Linked DNA regions of Ovis aries: region 2 is linked to region 1. The links are chromatin contacts, called in public Hi-C maps. All regions are on one chromosome and are shown on one strand. The core of a region is the stretch at or near the end of the contact, and the rest is flanking DNA. Distances in the headings are between cores, read along the strand shown. Region 1 holds the start of NPR1 (natriuretic peptide receptor 1). Region 2 holds the start of RAB13 (RAB13, member RAS oncogene family).

Region 1 (5,666 bases), core at 1,223-3,722:
TCTTTATATGTAATGATTTTGGCAGCCTAAAGAGGAGTCAGGGGAGAGGGGAGAGCAGGTTGGATGCTGACTCTGGTCCTCCCTGTACCCTGAGTGCCCACCTCCCAGAGTGGCACCTCTGCTTAGCTCAAGGTCAGATTGGACCTCATTTCCTGCATGAGGTGCTGCCTGCATCAAAGCAGGGAATGAACTGGGATGGCATTTCTAAGTCCTGATGGTCGTCGGGATGTGAACATTATCCCGCCTCAATGGCATTCTCTCATATTTTTAGCCTCCTAGTTCTGAAGTCCTCCGACCCTCTATGTACCTCTGGCCCCAGCCCCCTGCCCTTCTGTCACCTAACTCCCTACGAGAATCAATAATTTCTTTTCTGGAATCCTTTCAGACACTGAGGCACCCAGGACCCGGAAAAGATGTGCAGCAACCCAGAGCCCCACGGCTTGGGCTTCCAAGCTGGACCCTCACCCGAAAGGCCTGGTGGGCACTGACATCCTGCCCATCTCCTCTCTCCCAGGGCCTGCGGGGAGCAAGGCCGTGTGCACCTTGCAGGCTTTGCCCAAAGAGGTCCAGGTGGAAGAAAACATAGTCGTCCCCACTCAGGCCAGCTTCCAGGGCCAGAAGCATGAGGGCTCTGAAGGTATCCGGCGAGCTGCAGATGTAGATAACTGGGGAGAGAGAGAAGCCAGGGAAGCCAGGGTGTCAGGGAGTGGAGGAGAAACTGAAGCTGGCGGGCCCAGGGGAGGAAGTTCAGAGACCCTGCGGTGGAACTCTGGGCTCAGTCTAGGCTAAGCAGGAGAAAGCCGAGGGAGAAGGTGGTGGGAGGGGGAGGAGGAAGGAGGCCAGATAGGGAGAGCAGGAATGGTGGAGCTGAAGGTGGGGAAGGTGAGGTGTGGGGCAGGGAGAGCAGAGGAGGGCCAGCTGGAGGGGGGACGGGAAGAGGAGAGGGCATATGGGAGCTCCGGGAGGAGAAGCTGGAGCAGGGAAGGAGGCTGCTGGGAAAAGACGGAAAATGGGGAGAAAAAGAGGGCTAGGAATTAAGCCGGGGCCCCACTAAGTGTCAGGGTGGTAGGTGGAGGCCTTTTTTACCTCTGTTAACTCCGGAGGAATGGTGGGAAGGAGGCGAGGGAGTAGGGAGGTGAGAATACAGGCGAGGTTAGGAAGAAGAGAGGGGCCATGGAGAAAGACAGGGAAATAGAAACTCAGAGGTGGACAGGGCGGAGGAGGCCGAGGCAGGAATGAAGGGCCCAGAGGAGGAGACATTTGGTGCCGACAGGAGAGAGGTCAAGTCCCGGGGAAGGCCCGGAGGCAAAGCGGCCAGGCGGGTGTGCCCTGCCTCTCACCTCGGCCTTTACGCCGCACGGTGCGCAGCAGCATGGTGTAGTGGTCGCGGTCTCCCTCGGCGAATTCCAGGTGGTCCACCGTGATGTTGAGGCGGTCGCGAACCCGCATGTACAGCCCCTCCACCACGAAGAAGCAGGGCTGGTCGTCACCCGGCTGGTAGGCGTAGAGCACGAGCGCCTGGCGCTCCCAGCCCAGCCGTCGGTGCAGCGCCGCCACGAAGTCGCCCAGCTTGGCGTGGCTGGGTCCCGCGCGGGTGGTCAGCGCGTACTCTTCCTTGGCTCCGAAGCCCACGGCTGGGGCGCCGGCGGTCAGCAGCGGCACCCGCCAGTGCGCGGTGAAGCGGCCCACGGGGGCGGCGGCGTACACGCAGCCAGGGCCCAGGAACACCGCGGGGCTGTGCTCCCACTTGAGGTCCACGGCGGCCAGGGGCGCGGCGGTGTCGGAGCAGACGCCCAGCGCGCTCTCACTGCTGCCCAGCACCGTGCGGACTGTCCAGCCCGGCAGCAGGTCCGGCCGCGCCTTCACCCGGGCCAGGGCCAGCTCCACCGCCGGTCCCACGCGCGCCCAAGACCACGGGTACGAGGTGTTGGTCAGAGGCAGCACCACGGCCACCGTCAGGTTGCCAGCGTAGCTGCCCGGGAGCAGCAGCAACGGCGGCAGGAGCAGAAGCAGGCGCAGGCGGGCGCCGGAGGGGCGCCCCGGGCGCGGCATGGCCTCAGCGGGCACCGTGGTGGGCGAGCGCTCTCACCATGGCCTCAAGCGTCCACTCCGGCTGAGCGGCCGGTACTGGGCACCGGGAGCGCCCCTGTGGGAGGGAGGAGGGGCGGAGCGGGGGCGCTCACCCCGGAGCACGCTGCCCCCTCTAGCTGCGACAGTCCGCGCCGGGAGCGCCAGGGGCGCGCGACCTAGGGGTGTGCCCAGGGCTCTGCGGAGCAGGTGGGTGCGAGGAGAGCGCGGGGGCAGAGAGGACCCGAGTGTGAACCACAGGGTATGTGTGTGTGCGTGTTAGGAGAGAGAAAAAGAGAGCGCGAGCGAGCGCTCGGTGGAGAAGGATGGGAGAGAGGGCGCCAGGGAAGAAAAGGGGAGTGTGAGTGTTTGTATGTGTGCGTGAGCGCTTGGCCCAGGGAGTGTGCCAGAAGGGGCGTCCGGCCGGCCCAAGTCTCCGACAGTCCGGGGGGAACTGGGGAGGACCCAAGCCAAGCTCCGAACCCTCCCTCCCGGCCGCTTCCCCTCCCAGACTCCGAGACCGCAGAACCAAGCCTGGATCTTTAACTCCTTCCTCCCCGCCCCGAAGTCGTGGACTCTCCCGAGCCTCTCAACCCGCGCGGCTTCCTCTAGATCCTCTTCCCGCTTCTCGGCAGGCCAAAAGTGTTTCTCCTCCGAGAAGTGGTACTCGCAGAAGGGGCTCCCTCACGGGGATGCGAAGAACAGAGATGTATGGAAGTAACAGAGTGCCTCTTGCGCCCCACCTTGTCCCTCTCCTCCTACCTGGCTCCGTCTCGGGAAGAAAGAGAGGTGCAGGTTTGGGATCTTAGCCGGAAAAGGTGTGAGTGTTTGGTTGCTGTCAGGTTGTGGGGCAGGAGGGTGACAGTTTTTGGAAAAGAAATTAAAGTAGTTGAATCCAGGGTCCCGTGACCACTCTATCTAGGATGTCACCCACCCCCCGGCTTCCAGACTGAGCGGATTAGTGGAGGAAAAGGACCAGGTGGAAGGACGGAGTTAACTCTTTAGTTCCCAAAAGGCCGTAGGAACGGGAGGGAGAGCTGGTGGGTGGCCGCTGAAACGAAGAGATGTGACCTCAGGGCTGCTACGGGCGTGTGCGTTTTGTCTTAAAGAGGATTATTAAAGTGAGATTTGTCGGGACGGTGGCAGACAGTGTTGGAAATGACAAGCGGAGGCGTATACTGGGGAGTGTTTGGGGGGCCCTTGACGGCTGGGTCAGGGGCAGGACAGCTGTGGAGTCAGTCTGCTCTCTAGTGGCCAGAAGAAGTCACTGGCGGTATCGCGGGCCAACCTCTGAAAACTTCTGCCTCAGTTCAGTTCGGATCAGTCGCTCAGGACCAAAGCTCAGCAAACTTCTGCACTGTAGACTTTCAAAGGACCCACTGCATGTTAAGCACCAACTAGATGCTGAAGGCATAAATATGAAGATTCTCTGTGTGTATATTTGTCCTTGTTGTTGTTCAGTCACTAAGTCATGTCCAAATGTTTGCCACCCCAGGGACTGAAGCACACCAGACTCCTCTGTCCTTCACTATCTCCTGTCCATTGAGTCGGTGATGCTCTCTAACCATCTCATCTTCTGCCACCTCCTTCTCCTTTTGCTTTCAGTCTTTCCCAGCATCAGAGTCTTTTCCAGTGACTAGGCTCTTCACAGCAGGTGGCCAAAGTACTGGAGCTTCAGCTTCAGTCCTTCCAATGAATATTCAGGGTTGATTTCCTTTAGGATTGACTGGCTTGATCTTCTTGGTGTCCAGTGGACTCTCAAGAGTGTTCTCCAGCACCACGGTCTGAAAGCATCAATTCTTCAGCACTCAGCCTTCCTTACGCTCCAACTCTCACATCCATACATGACTATTGGAAAAACCATAACGTTGACTATATGGACCTTTGTTGGCAAAGTAATGTCTGTGCTTTTTAATGTGCTGTCTAGGTTTCATAGCTTTCCTTCCAAGGAGCAAGTGTCTTTTAAATCATGGCTGCAGTCATCGTCTGCAGTGATTTTGGAGCCCAAGAAAATAACATCTGTCCTGTTTCTACTTTTTCCCCTTCTATTTGCCATGATGTGATGGGACCAGATGCCATGATCTTAGTTTTAATCATGTTGAGTTTTAAGCTAACTTTTTCCACTCTTCTCTTTCACCCTCAGCAAGAGGTTCTTTAGCTCCTCTTCACTTCCTGCCATTAGAATGGTAGTATCTGCAAATCTGAGGTTATTGATATTTCTCCTGGCAATCTTGATTCCAACTTGTGATTCTTCCAGCCTGGCATTTCACATGCTGTACTCTGCATAAAAGTTAAATAATCAGAGTGACAATATGCAGCCTTGTTGTACTCCTTTTTCAATTTTGAACTGGTCTTCCCTGTCTGATTCCAACTGTTGCTTCTTAACCTGCATTTAAGTTTCTCAGGAGATAGGTGAGGTGGTCTGGTATTCCCATCTCTTGAAGAATTTTCCACAGTTTATTGTGATCCACACAGTAAAAGGTTTTAGTGTAGTCAATGAAGCCAAAGTAGATGTTTTTCTGGAATTCTGTTGCTTTCTCTATGATCCAATAAATGTTGGCAATTTGATCTTTGGTTCCTCTACCTTTTCTAAATTCAATGTGTACATCTGGAGTTCTCCGTTCACATACTGTGGAAGCCTAGCTTGAAGGATTTTGAGCATAACGTTGCTATCATGTTGCTGTTGCCCCTGCTAAGTCGCTTCAGTTGTGTCTGACTCTGTGCGACCCCATAGACGGCCGCCCACCAGGTTCCCCCATCCCTGGGATTCTCTAGGCAAGAATACTGGAGTGGGTTGCCATTTCCTTCTCCAGTGCAGGAAAGTGAAAAGTGAGAGTGAAGTCGCTCAGCTGTGTCCTACTCTTCACGACCCCATGGACTGCAGCCTACTAGGCTCCTCTGTTCATGGTATTTTCCAGGCAAGAATACTGAGCGCAATTGTATGGTAGTTTGAATATTCTTTGGCATTGGAATGAAAACTGATCTTTTCCAGTCCTGTGGCCACTGTTGAATTTTCCAAATTTGCTGACATCTTGAGTCCAACACTTTAACAGCATCATCTTTTAGGATTTGAAATAGCACAGCTGGAATTCCATCATCTCTACTAGCTTTGTCTGCAGTAATGCTTCCTAAGGCCCACTTGACTTGACACTCCGAGAAGTCCAGCTGTCGGTGAATGAGCACATCATCGTGGTTATCCCAGTCATTAAGACCTTTTTTGTATAGTTCTTCTGCGTATTCTTGCCACCTCTTCATCTCTTCTGCTTCTGTTAGGTCTTTACTGTTTCCGTCCTTCATCATGCCCATCCTTGCATGAAAAGTTGGCTTGATATCTCCAATTTTCTTGAAGAGCTCTAGTCTTTCCCATTCTATTGTTCTGCTCTATTTCTTTGCATTGTTCATTTAAGAAGACCTTCTTATCTCTCCCTGCTATTCTCTGTAACTTTGCATTCAGTTGAGTTTATCTGTCCCTTTGTCCCTTGCTTTTTCGTGTCTCTTCTTTCAGTCATTTATAAAGCCTCCCCAGACAACCACTTTGCTTTCCTGCATTTCTTTTTCTTTGGGATAGTTTTGGTCACGGCCTCAAGTACATGTTACGA
Region 2 (5,666 bases), core at 2,187-4,686, 240 kb before region 1:
CAGCTGGGCCGCCATCTTATTGCCTCTCCGCTCCCGTCCAAGCACGGGTCCCAGCTGGCCTCTGCGGCCCCTGTAGTTAACTTGTCCTGGGAAGTGCGGAGGACAAATGAGGGCCCTCTGTGATCCCAAATCAGCGTGAGAGCAGCGTGCAGACAGAAGAACGAGATCTCCACGGAAACCTAGCCGAAGGAACTCACAGGCATGTTCTCGTGAGGAGGTCGTCACCGCCGGAAAGGGGCGGAAGCGGAAATCCTGATCCTTAAATTCGCCGTCCCGCAGGAAATGACGTTAGGGCCTATCGCCGCCATGTTGAGAAGGTCCTTTTCTGATGGTCTTGGGCGATGGGGCGAGATGGGGGCTGCCATTTGGGGAAGGTCTCCAAATGACAGGACTCAGATGAGTCGCCATGTTAAGAGAGTGAGCTTGCTATCTTAAGGTCGGTGTCTGGTCTCCGTCAAGGGGTAAATAGACATTTTTAAAATTTCGCGCTACACTTTAACAACAGGAACTGCTTAGGAAAACAGACTGAGTTGTGTCTGTGACTTGTTAAATTTCTTTACTATTTTTCAATTGGTTTAGTTTCCCCATTTTTAACAATTCAGTAATGTAAATATAAAAAAGGTAAGTTCTGATCTTTTCCGCACTTTCAGCCTATTTCTAGGACTAACCGTTGTTAATTTTATTCCCTCCTTTCCATCTTTCTCTGTAATAATCATTACATTACTCACTTCTGTATTGTTCTGACTGCTTTGAATGTTAATCTTCACAACTCTGTCTTTACATTCCCACATCCTTTCCACCACATTTTCATCAGAACTACATTTCCAAGATTTGTAATCTTGGCAGCACTGAAACTCTGGACAGGGAATGAAAAGAAAGAAAAAAGACCAAATCATTATCTTCTACAGTAACGATCAAAGGGTTAAAATGTCCATTTGTCATACAGGAGGAGCAAAAATGATCAAATGGTATATAAGGACCTGGTTAATTCCAAAGGAATAGAATGGGACAAGGGATGTGAGTTCTTGTCAAGGATACGCTGGTAAACGTTTGCTGCTGCTGCTGCTGCTGCTAAGTCACTTCAGTCGTGTCCGACTCTGTGTGACCCCATAGACGGAAGCCCACCAGGCTCCCCCGTCCCTGGGATTCTCCAGGCAAGAACACTGGAGTGGGTTGCCATTTCCTTCTCCAATGCATGAAAGTGAAAAATGAAAGTCAAGTCGCTCAGTCGTGTCCAACTGTTCGCGACCCCATGGACTGCAGCCTACCAGGCTCCCCCGTCCATGGGATTTTCCAGGCAAGAGTACTGAAGTGGGGTGCCATTGCCTTCTCCAGGTAAACGTTTAACCATTGACTTTATAGAGGGGAGCCCTGATTTGTTGTCTTTGGTAATTTCAATGGAGGAAATACTCTTACCTTGGCCAGTTTCAGACTACCAATGTCATTAAACACGGATTTGGAAAGCACAGTCTGTTTTCATGAGCCAGTAATAATTGGTTCCAGCACACTACTGTTGTTGTTCAGTTGCTTAGTCATGTCAGACTCTTTGCAACCCCATGGACTGCAGCGGGCCAGGCTTCCATGTCCTTCACTATCTCCCAGAGTTTGCTCAAACTCATGTCCATTGAGTCAGTGATGCTATCCAACCGTCTCATCCTCTGTTGGCCCTGCCCCTTCTCCTCCTGCCTTCAGTCTTTCCCAGCATCAGGGTCTTTTCCAATGAGTCCACTCTTTGCATCAGGTGGCCAAAGTATTGGAGCTTCAGCATCAGTCCTTCCAATGAATATTCAGGGTTGATTTCCTTTAGGATTGACTGGTCTGATCTTGCTGTCCAAGGGACAACTCTCAGGAGTCTTCTCCAGCACCAGAGTTCAAAAGCATCAATTCTTCATCTCTCAGCCTTCTGTATGGTTCGGCACACTACTGATGGGTGAGAAAAACCTCTGAGGAAGTGACATGTTCCCAGGTGGCTCAGTGGTAAAGGATCCAGCTGCCAGTGCAACTGGATGCAGTTTCAATCCCTGTGTCGGGAAGATCTCCTGGAAGAGGAAGTGGCAACTCACTCTGATATTCTTGCCTGGGAAATCCCACGGACAGAGGAGCCTGGTGGGCTACCGTCCATGGGGTTGCAAAAGAGGCAGACATGGAAAGAAAATATCAGACACAACTTAGCAACTAAACAACAACAACAATTTAGAGAGGTGAAAAAGAATAGTCTATTGCTGGGGATGAAAAGTCCAGATTCAGACGAGATAAGATGAAATGAAAAAGAACTAATAGGTTTTTATCAGACAGATCCATGAAAATTGAAGAATAATTTAAAGCACTAGTGAGAGAGAGTTTGACCAGCAGGGAGAAGTAGAGAATACTCGAGTTTTGTAATACAACTTGAAGACATAATGAGTGGTGAGATAAAGGATAAAAGAGAATTGAATAGCTGGGTTTGAGAGGGACAAACATTGGCACAGAGTATGACAAGGATAACTGAAGTGACAGAAGATTCCTTTTCATAACCGGTACACTATGTTTAAAGACGGACTGTTTACTGACCTGCTGTTAGAAAAGCAGGTATTTTGAATATTTTTTCCAAAGCAAAGATAAATTTGGTTTTGTGTAGCCGTGTTCTCCATATTTCAGCTTTGTGGTTGCCAAGGCTACACATTCACAGTCTGTTCATTAGTGTGTTAGGAGTACTGCCTCCGGAGTGTGTTAAAAGATCCACATCTCATCAAGAGAATGACACCGGACATTTGTAGTCTCAATCTCTATCTTCCTGAGCTGGCCTGTCAGAGAATTCATACACAGGTTCCCAGAAGGAAGACCATTCAAGATGAAGCTCCAGAACGTATCTAGGTGAACGGTGTATGGGCTTGGAGACTGGGAGAGGGAGTGTGCAGAGCTGATTCTATAGTATAATTAATTTTAATTTTCACTCTATTCCACCAGGGGGCAGACTGACTCAACAAATAGCCACCAACTCCAGCCATGCCGCTTTTTTCAAAAAGAGTTGGGATTCTAAAACTAAGGGCTTGGAAAAGTAACGCCAGAATTCTAGAAACTGCCCCAAAAGGATTCTATTTTTCTTGAGTATCCCTTTCAAAAATCAGTCTCCAATTTTTGCCAGTTCCTGTGTTATCCTGTGCTTCACCCTTATTCCCCCAAACTTTCGTTTTCCCCGAATTCCTCTAAAATTCCTCTTCCCTTGGTCATTCTGATTAAACTTCCACTTCACCCCAGCCTCTCTGGCTTCTGACTGGAAGAGCGAAGTCAAAAGAGGGGCATGATATTGAGCAAAATCTGTTCCAAATGGCTAGGGAGACAGGCCAGCATTGGCTGGGAAGGGAAAGCCAGAGAGCTGGAGGCTGGGCTGTCCGAGGAGGCCAGCTGAAAAGGATGGGCGGGCACGGGGTGGGGCCCGGAGGAGTGCCGCCTCTCCTCTTTCCCAGAGCCTGGGCGGAGAGGGAGGAAAACTTCCTGGCTGGGGCTCCGGGGCCCGCTCCCTTTGCCAACCCTCCAGTCCCGCCTACCAGTGCCCTTCGCTTCCCCACCCCTCTCCCGGCACCCCCAGTGTCCGCCATGGCCAAAGCCTACGACCACCTCTTCAAGTTGCTGCTGATCGGGGACTCAGGGGTGGGCAAGACTTGTCTGATCATTCGCTTTGCAGAGGACAACTTCAACAACACTTATATCTCCACCATCGGTGAGCCCGCTGGCCATAGCCTAGACCCCCAGCTACCCCATGCCCTCATTCCTAGGCTGTTGGATTACTAGTGGCCCGCTTTAGAGTCCGGCTTCTGGACTCCAGTCCCTCAGCCTCTCTCTCTCAGACCCATCCCCCTTATATGTCTCAGGATGGTACCCAAACCTCTGACCTCTCTGAGCCCTCCAGATCACTCCTCAGTTGTGCCTGCGCCAACCTCTATTTTCTTGGTGCCACCTGTCTCCCTTGTCTCCACAAATTCACATGAACCCGAGTCCGTTTCCCTCTCAGCTCCTCTTCCCCCACCCTCATCCACCTAGAACTCTTGCTCCATTCTCCGCATTTCCTGTGTCCCCCTTTCCCTGACCATCTGTCTCCCAATTTTGCCAGCCTCTTTCTGTCCCAACTGAGTTACACACTCTCCCACTGCATTCCCAGCTTACCATCTACTTTCCCGTCTCTCTGCCCCTCAACTTATTAGGGGGTTGGGGAGGGTGGCACAGAGGGGCTGGGTGTGCCCGAGAGCAGCCCAAGGACTGGGATCATGAATATGCAGTCAGCCTGGTAAGGAAGGTGGGACTGAGGGGACTTTTGGGGTCTCTGAGTCAGCCTGGTGACTCAGCCTGCTCCCTGGGGCTCCTCACTGGCTCAGGGGAGGTACACAAGTTTCCACTAAGAACATTGTCTCCCCTCCTCCCCCTCATTGTTCTTAACCTCCTCTGGCCTGGGTAGTAAGACCAGGAGCGTCTCAAGACAATTCTGGTTAGAAAGTGGAGGGGGAAATATCCCTCTCTCATATCTCAGTCTCAGGGGAATCTTGTTTAGACTCAAGTTTTCTTGTTTCCGAGCCTGGCATACTATTAATCCACATGGACTGGTATCAGCTTCCTTTTTCCTTGCTCTTCACCCTATAGGGTCAGGAGGCTATGTGGGAGAATGGAGAGCAGAGGGTTCTAAGACAACAGAAGGGAGAAGGAATTAGAAAGTAGTATTTTGGGGGAGACACATTGAATTGAGAGAGTTGTCAGCTGGCATGGCTGAGTGGACCCAAGAAGTGCCTTAAAGGCCTTTAGCCTCCTTGCAGAGTTTTCAACATCTTCTTTCCCACAAAGTCTATAAGATCTAAGTAAAAACAATACGTTTGCTGTACAAGTACCGCTTTGAGAAAATCCCCGTAGTTTTATACTTCCTGCAAGACTGCTTCCCAAGTGCCTTCCCTGCAGAATCTCTGCACTGCCCCATTCCCGTCCCTCTCGCCACACACTGGCACGTGCACATACATACGTGTCTGGACTTCAGTGTTCCCTCTCCACCCCTAGGAATTGATTTCAAGATCCGCACGGTGGATATAGAGGGGAAAAAGATCAAACTGCAAGTCTGGTGAGTGAATCCCCCAGGACTTCAAAACCAGACTTACTCATTTATTTCCTATAATCTGTAGTTTCTCTTTAGTTTAATTTCTCTCGCTTTCCCATCGCTCCTTCCAGTACATTTTCTAATCCCTTTCTGTTACCTCATTCAGATGTCCTTTCATCTCGCTCCCTGCTCACTCAACTATTTTCAACTTTTTTGTAATTCTGTTGCCTGTCCTGGACCCAGAGACACCTCTGAACTTGGCAACTGTCTAGTTAGCTCAACTGTCTATTGAGCTATAATGTGGAAACAAGCTCTCAACAGTCAAATAGCAAGTAGCAAAATTAAGACTTGACTCTCTGTCCAGTGGAGAGCCCTTAAAGCCAAGAGTAGAGGTTTGACCTGACTACCCTGAGGAAGCTGGAGACCCTGACTCAAGGTGTCTAGGAGGCATTATGATGCAATAGACAAGAGGAGAATGTGGTTCAATCCTGTTCTGTTACAGAATGACCTTCATTAGTTATTTCTCCTCTCTAAATCTGTTTCCTCATTTGTAAAATAGAGCCAGGAAAACATGTCTCACAAGGATAGAGTGAAGATTAGGCAAAATAAC

The links. A called contact is a pair of places that touch in the nucleus more often than the background predicts.
Region 2: a contact with region 1 is called in a Hi-C map of tail adipose tissue, with 7 times the contacts expected there. The contact joins the promoter of RAB13 here to the promoter of NPR1 in region 1. A contact is called at or near these places in 9 of 16 Hi-C or Micro-C datasets (blood, hypothalamus, liver and 4 more).

The regions. Positions count from the first base shown.
Region 1 is chr1:104,122,460-104,128,125 of ARS-UI_Ramb_v3.0, reverse strand. NPR1 (natriuretic peptide receptor 1) reads right to left here and starts at 2,472. Exons shown (of 22, transcript XM_027975457.3): 1 at 1,341-2,472; 2 at 466-665; 3 at 1-26. The coding sequence starts at 2,052.
Region 2 is chr1:104,365,234-104,370,899 of ARS-UI_Ramb_v3.0, reverse strand. It overlaps RAB13 (RAB13, member RAS oncogene family), which reads left to right and starts at 3,436. Exons shown (of 6, transcript XM_060414562.1): 1 at 3,436-3,700; 2 at 5,020-5,080. The coding sequence starts at 3,577. RPS27 (ribosomal protein S27) reads right to left here and starts at 235. Exons shown (of 3, transcript XM_060414678.1): 1 at 198-235. The coding sequence starts at 203.